2 separate regions of the Zea mays genome follow, and region 2 is linked to region 1. The links are chromatin contacts, called in public Hi-C maps. All regions are on one chromosome and are shown on one strand. The core of a region is the stretch at or near the end of the contact, and the rest is flanking DNA. Distances in the headings are between cores, read along the strand shown.

What was found. Hi-C and Micro-C count contacts between places; a contact is called where the count stands out from the background.
Region 2: a Hi-C map of ear shows a contact between it and region 1, with 2.3 times the contacts expected there. The contact joins the promoter of LOC100274430 here to the promoter of LOC100382777 in region 1. A contact is called at or near these places in 2 of 25 Hi-C or Micro-C datasets (ear and tassel).

What each region holds. Positions count from the first base shown.
Region 1 is chr4:222,277,091-222,281,396 of Zm-B73-REFERENCE-NAM-5.0, reverse strand. It overlaps LOC100382777, which reads right to left and starts at 1,322. Exons shown (of 6, transcript NM_001175486.1): 1 at 1,003-1,322; 2 at 190-311; 3 at 1-98. The coding sequence starts at 1,228.
Region 2 is chr4:222,597,177-222,601,114 of Zm-B73-REFERENCE-NAM-5.0, reverse strand. It overlaps LOC100274430 (putative cytochrome P450 superfamily protein), which reads left to right and starts at 1,504. Exons shown (of 2, transcript NM_001148789.1): 1 at 1,504-2,570; 2 at 2,687-3,777. The coding sequence starts at 1,572. The coding sequence ends at 3,319.

The DNA.
Region 1 (4,306 bases), core at 73-2,572:
GCAGCCATTCCAGCACCCATCCCTGCAGTCATCCCTGCAGCCAATCCAGCACCCATCCCGGCAGCCCTAGAAGTGTCATTTGCACCGACGGAGGCCATCTATGAATTTATCACACAGATAAAAGGCATGTCAATAACTCTGTGCTCTGACCAAAAAAAAGGTAGTACAATATGAAAACTGTGTTTGTACCCCATTGCGCAAGTAACGGTCATAAGATGCCCCAAGTGTGTCGTTCTCTCTGAGGGAATGGTATCCTGACCTGTCAGTTTCACGTGGATAATATCCTGTCATGTCTTGCCCACCAGACACATCTGCGAAAATGGAAGAAGAAATCAAAGATCACCCCCAAGCCTCACCTCCAACTATCGCGTGTAACCAAGATAACGATTTCACCAGAAAGTTCAGGATTTTGTTACAGAAGACAACTACAAAAAAAACTCCCGGTCTCAGCTTCACTTTTTTACTGATGACTATTTTAATAAGTTTGAATAGTGAAAAAATCCCTGAGCACCAAAATCGACCAATCAATAGGCCGACCGATCCAGGAATACATGAAAAGTGCAAGATCAACGATGATTTTGTTTCTGTAAAAGCCCTGTGATACGGCAAGTCGGCAAGCATCCTTTTCCACCCTAAGCCAAATCAGCATATGGCTAAGCAATATCATTACATAATTTTCTCCCCAAATCAACAATCCCAACAACTGTAGCTCAAGAATAGTCAACAAGGACACAATTCTCAATATAGTGCAACGAACGTAGCTTGTCACCTAAACTATGGCAGACAGCCCAGATGCATGGAGAATCTCCCAACCAAAACTGCTCTGCAGATCTAAACGCTGGATCTAAAATTACGAACCTAACAACCAGCAAGATACTCCTAAATCCCGCAAAGCACAGGCAACGAGGAGATCGGAGTCGGAGGGGGGAAATAGCCACAAAAAAAACAAGATCTGGTGATCGTCCCGTACAAAAAAAAAGAGGGGAGGGGGGGGGCACGAACCACCGAAGTCGGGGCGCGCACGCTTGAGAGGCGGCGCAGCGGCGGCCTGCTGCGCCATGGCGGCGGCGGCAGCCTGCTGGTTCATAGCCGCCGCCGCACTCCCGACCGTCTGGGCCGCGGCGACGGTCGCCGCGGGAGCCATCCCCGCTGCGGCCGCCGCGGCGGCCACCATCGCCTGCTGCTGCTGCCGCGCATCAGCGTACCTCCAGTAGTTCTCGGCGGCCATGGCGTCTGATCGTGCCGCGCGGCGGGTGTGGCGAGGCGAGGGGAGTAGAAGTGGACAACTGCGTGCGGCTAGGGTTTCGGAGCCGAGGTTGCGTTCTGGCAAATCTGGTCTGGGCGACTTGCGGAAACAATTGGGACGGGCAGGTAATTGAGGGAGTCGGTCGTGAGGCTGGATACTTGGGCTGGGCTTTATGCTATCTACAGCTGCCCTTTCGATCTCAAAACTTAGCGTACGCTTGGTCCGCTTTTTAAACTAGATTAGCTGTTAAAAAATTTAGAATAGATTTCTAAAAATCTACATATTTCTCTAGTTTAACTTGGAATCAACTTTTACCCTACATTTTCTAAATTTTTATCATACATGTTACAAACGATTTTGATCATATAGAATCTATGTTTGACAGTTGTTCCAACCAAACAAAATATAATTTTTACAATCGTCGTTCACAACAGATTTCTTACGTCTCACAGTTAGAATCGAATTTTTAGGAATCTACTCGAACCAAATAGACCCTTTGATGTTTTGCACGATTATATATAAGATAAGCTAATGGTAGCCTTATAAAGCAGTTTCGCGGATGCTTGACACGGATATATAAAATAGGAAGGATTGGTAGTATGTTTTATTTAGTAAGAATATAGAAAATAAACTCATTTCGAGTTGAGAGCGGAGCGGACATGAGAAAGGGGAGAGGGAGACATCTACTGGTACATAGAGATGGGAGAGTATCCAATTTGGGGTACGCGTGGAGTCAACACCCTTTTTCATATGCATTCACACTCCGCTAGAGATGTGTTAGTAACAGATGACCCTTTTTCGCATGAGGGGCACAATAGGGGTGCTACTGGACATAGCCTAAAAGTCAATCAAGTGGCATGAGAATACAGCTCAGATTAGGAGAAAATGTATCTAATGTAAAAAGGTATCTCGCTACACTTTTCGTCATACCATGTAGATTTTTTCAAGGCATGCAACTTCACTCTAGCTGTTAGGCTTTCTCCAATGGTGTAACACCCTGAATTTGGGTATAAAATTTCTTCTCTAATGTCTACCAAATTCAGGTGTTACCTCTTGTTTCTCTCTCTAGTCTTCCTCTCTCCTCTTTTTATTAGAATCATGTCTATTAGGTCGGAGATTAACTATTTCTTTACTCTATATCAAAACCTATGTGAGTCATGGGACGTTGAATCATGCTAGGCATAAATTATCATTTTGTTTGATGCACATGTTTGAATTGTTTGAATTTGAATTTGGAGCATGTTTGAATTTGAATTCAAAAGAAAAAAACAAAAGGAGAAAGGATTAGAAATTCGGGAATAAAGGAAAAAAGGAAAAGAAGCCCGAAGTCCCCCCCTCCTCAGCCCGCTCGGCCCAGTTAGCCACGCCCGCGTCCGCTGACAGGTGGGCCCCACGTGTCGACGCCGCGTCTCACTTTGCTCGTCCACTCTCTCCCTCTTAAAAGGGAAATGGGGTTAACCATTTTCTATAATCGATTTTGGTGGTTGATGTACAACACAAACCACATGACTAACTAGTTTGTCTAGATATCATTTATCTCAGATGCATAAGGTTCAACACAAACTAAGAAAGAAATTCAGTTAGGGACTCAATCAAAAATTGGAGCAAGACATAGAGTGTGCTGTTTTTTGGCGCACCGGACAGTGTCTGGTGTGCACCGGACACTGTCCAGTGCACCAGGCCAGGCGCCCTCCAAACCAGCCACTCTCGGGAATTCTGCAGGGGCACTCCACTATAATTCATCGGACTGTCTGATGTGCCACCGGACTGTCCGGTGAACCAGCGGAGCAACGACTCCCTGCGCGCCAATGGTCGACTGTGCAGAGCTACAGTGGTACACAGTGCCACGACAGAAGTCAAAGCGCAGAAGTAAGAGGCCACCGGACTGTCCGGTGTGGCACCGGACTGTCCGGTGCAGCTAGAAGACAAACGTCTCCAACGGTTGCGCTGAGGTGGCGCGCACCGGATAGTGCACAGTGGCTGCCCGGTGGTGCACCGGACTGTCCGGTGCGCCCATCGCCAGCAAACTATCCTAAGCATTTTATATCCTGCAAACTATCCTAAGCATAAGATTAGGAAAATTCATACTAGGAAACCTCATTCTGTTTTTCATCATGCATTTATTTATAAACATGAGGCTTCTAGTTCTAGGCATACCACTAATGTTAAAATGCCTAAGAAGAAAATTCCTAATGCATCAAATGAGCATAATGTTTCATTCAAAACTTTTGATGCTTCTTATGTGCTAACTAACAAATCAGACAAAGTAGTTGCCAAATATGTTGGGGGTAAACACAAGAGTCCAAAAACTTGTGTTTGGGTATCCAAGGTGCTTGTTTCTAATGTCAAAGGATCCAAGACCGTTTGGGTACCTAAGAACAAGGCCTAAATTTGTTTTTGTAGGTTTATGCATCCGTGGTTCAAGTTGGATAATCGATAGCGGGTGCACAAACCACATGATAGGGAAGAAAAGGATGTTCTCCTCATATGAGAAAATGAAGATCCTCAAAGAGCTATTACATTCGGGATGGAAATCAAGGTTTGGGTAAAATAGCTATATCTCCTGACCATTCTATTTCCAATGTTTTTCTTGTAAATTCTTTAGACTACAATTTGCTTTCTGTTTCTCAATTATGCACAATGGGCTATAACTGTCTATTTACTAATGTAGGTGTTACTGTCTTTAGAAGAAGTGATGATTCAATAGCATTTAAGGTAGTGTTAGATGGTCAGCTATATTTAGTTGATTTTAATGATAACAAAGCTGAACTAGACACTTGCTTAATTGCTAAGACTAACATGGGTTGGCTCTGGCATCGCCGACTTGCCCATGTTGGAATGAAGAATCTTCATAAGCTTCTAAAGGGAGAGTACATTTTAGGACTAACAAATGTTCATTTTGAGAAAGACGGGATTTGTAGCGCATGTAAAGCAGGAAAGCAGGTTGGAGTTCATCATCCACACAAGAACATCATGACGACTGACAGGCCGCTCGAGCTACTCCACATGGATCTATTCGGTCCGATAGCTTACATAAGCATCGGCGGAAGTAAATACTGT
Region 2 (3,938 bases), core at 255-2,754, 320 kb before region 1:
GTCCTCTCCATCAAAGTGTGGGGTTTTCCTAGGGGAATTGATAGTAGATGCGCATTTGAATTATAAGGAATGCGAGAATAGTCAAAAGAGTAGTTTTGATTAACCGTCTTTCTTTTGGATGAGTCGTCGTCGTCGTCATCATCCCTTGGTGAAGAAGAGAAAACGTCGCTTTCATAGTATATGATCTTCTTGATGCGCCTCTTTTTCTTCCCATCCCTCTTCTTGTGACTCGAGCCTGAGTCAGTAGGCTTGTCGTCTCTTGGTTCGTTGAAGAGGGACTCCTTGTCGTTGACCACCATCCCCTTACCCTTAGGATCTATCTCTTCGGGCGGTTAGTCCCTTAGATGAAGAGTTTGACTCTGGTACCAATTGAGAGCACCTAGAGGGGGGTGAATAGGTGATCCTGTAAAATCAAACACTAAATAGCCACAAACTTGATTATAAAAATGTTAGTGCGAGTTAACCAAGTTACTATGAAACGAGCTCTTGTGAATAAATACTGTGAGCTCTTACCGAACCACCCGGACCAGCATACATACATACATACATACATACATACATACATACATACATACATACATACATACATACATACGTACGTACGTACATACGTACGTACATACAGCTAAACTATCTACAATCAAGTTTAAATTTAAGAAATATGGTATATGTATTTGTGTGGGTAGGTATTCAACTGCATATACCCGTGTGCACGGGTACAACAGGATCAGGTGCTCCTGGCCCTTCGTCGTCTACCTACTTTCTTTACCAACAGAAGAACCACGCTAAAGGCACGACGGTCATGTGCGGGCGACACCGACTTAGGCCCTGCCAGAGCTCGCAGGCTCCACGCGTCTCTCTGTGCCATCCTACATGTTGTGCACCCCTTGCTAGATGGCCATCGCACCACCCCAAGCACCACTGTGGCCCGGTAGAAATATCGTCGACGTGTTTCACGTCGTCGTCGTCGTCAGTCTAGTGCCACTGTTGCTAGCCCGTATTTAGTGAGGGTTCCCTATCTAGTTTCCAGCATATCTATATCTTGTAAAACTCTCTTCGAATATATAAAAAATATCATATCTCTTTGATCAATATATATTTTTTTATAGTTTATTTTATATTAAGGGCTAGCTTGAGAACTATATTTTACCAAGGGATTCATATTTTCTAAGGGAAAATGAACTAAATTCTCCTGGGAAAATAAAAATCCCGCGGTAAAAAGTTGTTTTCAAACTGGCCCTAAGAGTGGTCTTAAAACATTAGTATAGTAGCTTGCTCCCGCCATTATTGCCTTGCCTTAAAAGAAATCCTCCCCTGTTTGTGTGTTTATGGTCAGTTAACTACTTTTAGCAGCTATAAGCACACACCGCGTCAACGTCTGCGCTCTGCCGCAGCTATAAATTCAAGGGGCCGCCATTTCCAGTCCTCCGAAGACTTGAACAAGGCGGCCTCCGGTCTTCCCACTTCCACACGAGAAGGAAACGACCACCTCCTTTCCTGTGTCCCGAATCGGGAGTAGTAGTAGTAGTGCATCCAATCGACACACACACAAAAAAAAAGGTTAGTTAGCCATGGCGCCGCCAACAGAGGACTGCGGCTGGCTGCTGTACCTTTCCCTGGCCGCCAAATGCGGCGACCCTCAGCGCCTGCTCGGCTTCGCCGCGGTCTTCGTCGCGGCCTGCGTAGTCACGTCGCTCCTGCACTGGGCGTCCCCGGGCGGCCCCGCCTGGGGGTGGTACTGGTGGACCAGGCGGGCCGGGCTGGGCATCGTCCGTGCCGCCATCCCGGGACCCCGGGGCCTGCCGGTGGTCGGCAGCATGGGCCTGATGACCGGCCTGGCGCACCGCAAGCTCTCGGCGGCGGCCGAGAGACAGGCCAGCAGGCGCCGCCTCATGGCGTTCTCGCTTGGCGAGACCCGGGTGGTGGTCACCGCCGACCCCGACGTCGCGCGGGAGCTGCTCGCCAGCGCCGCCTTCGCCGACCGCCCCGTCAAGGAGTCCGCGTACGGGCTCCTGTTCCACCGCGCCATCGGCTTTGCCCCGCACGGCGCCTACTGGCGCGCGCTCCGGCGCGTCGCGTCCGCGCACCTCTTCTCGCCGCGCCAGATCGCGGCCTCCGCGGCGCAGCGCGCGGCCATCGCGCGCCAGATGGTGGACGCCACGACGACCGCCGCGGCCCACGCCCCCGTCGTCGTGGCGCGCCGGTTCCTGAAGCGCGCGTCGCTGCACAACGTCATGTGGTCGGTGTTCGGCCGCAGGTACGACCTGATGGCGGACAGCCGGGAGGCCGAGGAGCTCAAGGCCCTGGTAGACGAAGGCTACGACCTGCTTGGGCAGCTCAACTGGTCCGACCACCTCCCGTGGCTCGCCCGCTTCGACCTGCAGAAGACCCGGGCCAGGTGCTGCGCGCTCGTCCCGCGGGTGAACCGCTTCGTTGGCAACATCATCGGCGAGCACCGTGCCCGCCTCGGCCGCGGCGTCGACACCGCCGTCATGGACTTCACGGACGTCCTGCTCTCCCTCCAGGGCGACGACAAGCTCTCCGACGCCGACATGATCGCCGTTCTGTGGGTACGTATGCACGTTGCACCCACCCTGCTCGCTCTTCAACTATCAGCAGGGAAAAGAAAAGAAAGAAAGACCGATAAGGCGAACGCGCCTTTAACTTGTGATCGCACACCTCGCAGGAGATGATCTTCCGAGGCACGGACACGGTGGCAGTCCTGATCGAGTGGGTGCTGGCCCGTCTGGTGCTGCACCAGGACGTGCAGAGCAAGGTCCAGGAGGAGCTGGACCGGGTGGTCGGGCTGGGCCAGGCCGTGACGGAGTCGGACACGGCCTCGCTGCCCTACCTCCAGGCGGTCATCAAGGAAGTGCTACGCCTGCACCCGCCAGGCCCACTGCTCTCCTGGGCGCGCCTCGCCACCTCAGACGTGCACGTAGGCGGGTACCTTGTGCCCGCGGGCACCACCGCCATGGTGAACATGTGGGCCATAACCCATGACCCCAGCCTGTGGCCTGAGCCAATGGAGTTCAGGCCCGAGAGGTTCATGGGCCCTGCCGCCGAGGACGTCCCGATAATGGGTTCGGATCTCCGGCTCGCGCCTTTCGGGTCCGGCAGGCGGAGCTGCCCCGGCAAGTCACTCGCGGTGGCTACCGTCGGATTCTGGGTCGCCACCCTGCTGTACGAGTTCAAATGGCTGCCGCCGTCCGACGAGCCACGCGGCGGCGGCGTCGACCTATCCGAAGTGCTGAGGCTGTCGTGTGAGATGGCTGCACCGCTGGAGGCGAGGGTGGTGCCACGTCACGCGGTGTGCTGAGGGGGCTGAGACACGTGGCCTGCAGGGGTGGGGATCAGAGGAGGAAAGCTCGACCGATCGTCTTCTAGCTTCTACTACTACGTAATACCTTACCTTGTAGCAGAACGTAACGTGGTCGATATGAGATGTGTAAAGAAAGAAAAAAAAAGAACGCCCAGTTGCACCATGCATGCTAGCTGCTGGTGTGGAGTCAGTACGTAGTAGCAGCACCCGGTTTGATCGATGCTTATGTGTGTAATGTAATACCTACCTGCAGTTGCAAGTAAATGTGTGCCTGTTATTAGTCTAGCTAGGTAGTGTAGTGTAGTGTACCGGATGGTGAGCGAGCGTGACAGTTACCTTTCCTTTTCAGTACTGCCTAGCTAGCTAGACCTAGATGTATTATTATATATTGTGTACTCCCTTCTTACGTACGTGCGTTCCATAATAAATGTATTCTGTAGTTGTCTTTTTCTACTATTTCTTTATTTCGTTCCAGAGTACAATATTTTTTATAAGAGTTAGTAGTAACTTGTATGCTAGGAGCATATATAATATATTTCTATTAAAATATATAGGCCTAATGCAAGCGTGCGTACGCGCGTGTAAGCGTGTTGGTGGATAAATGTGCGCGCGTACG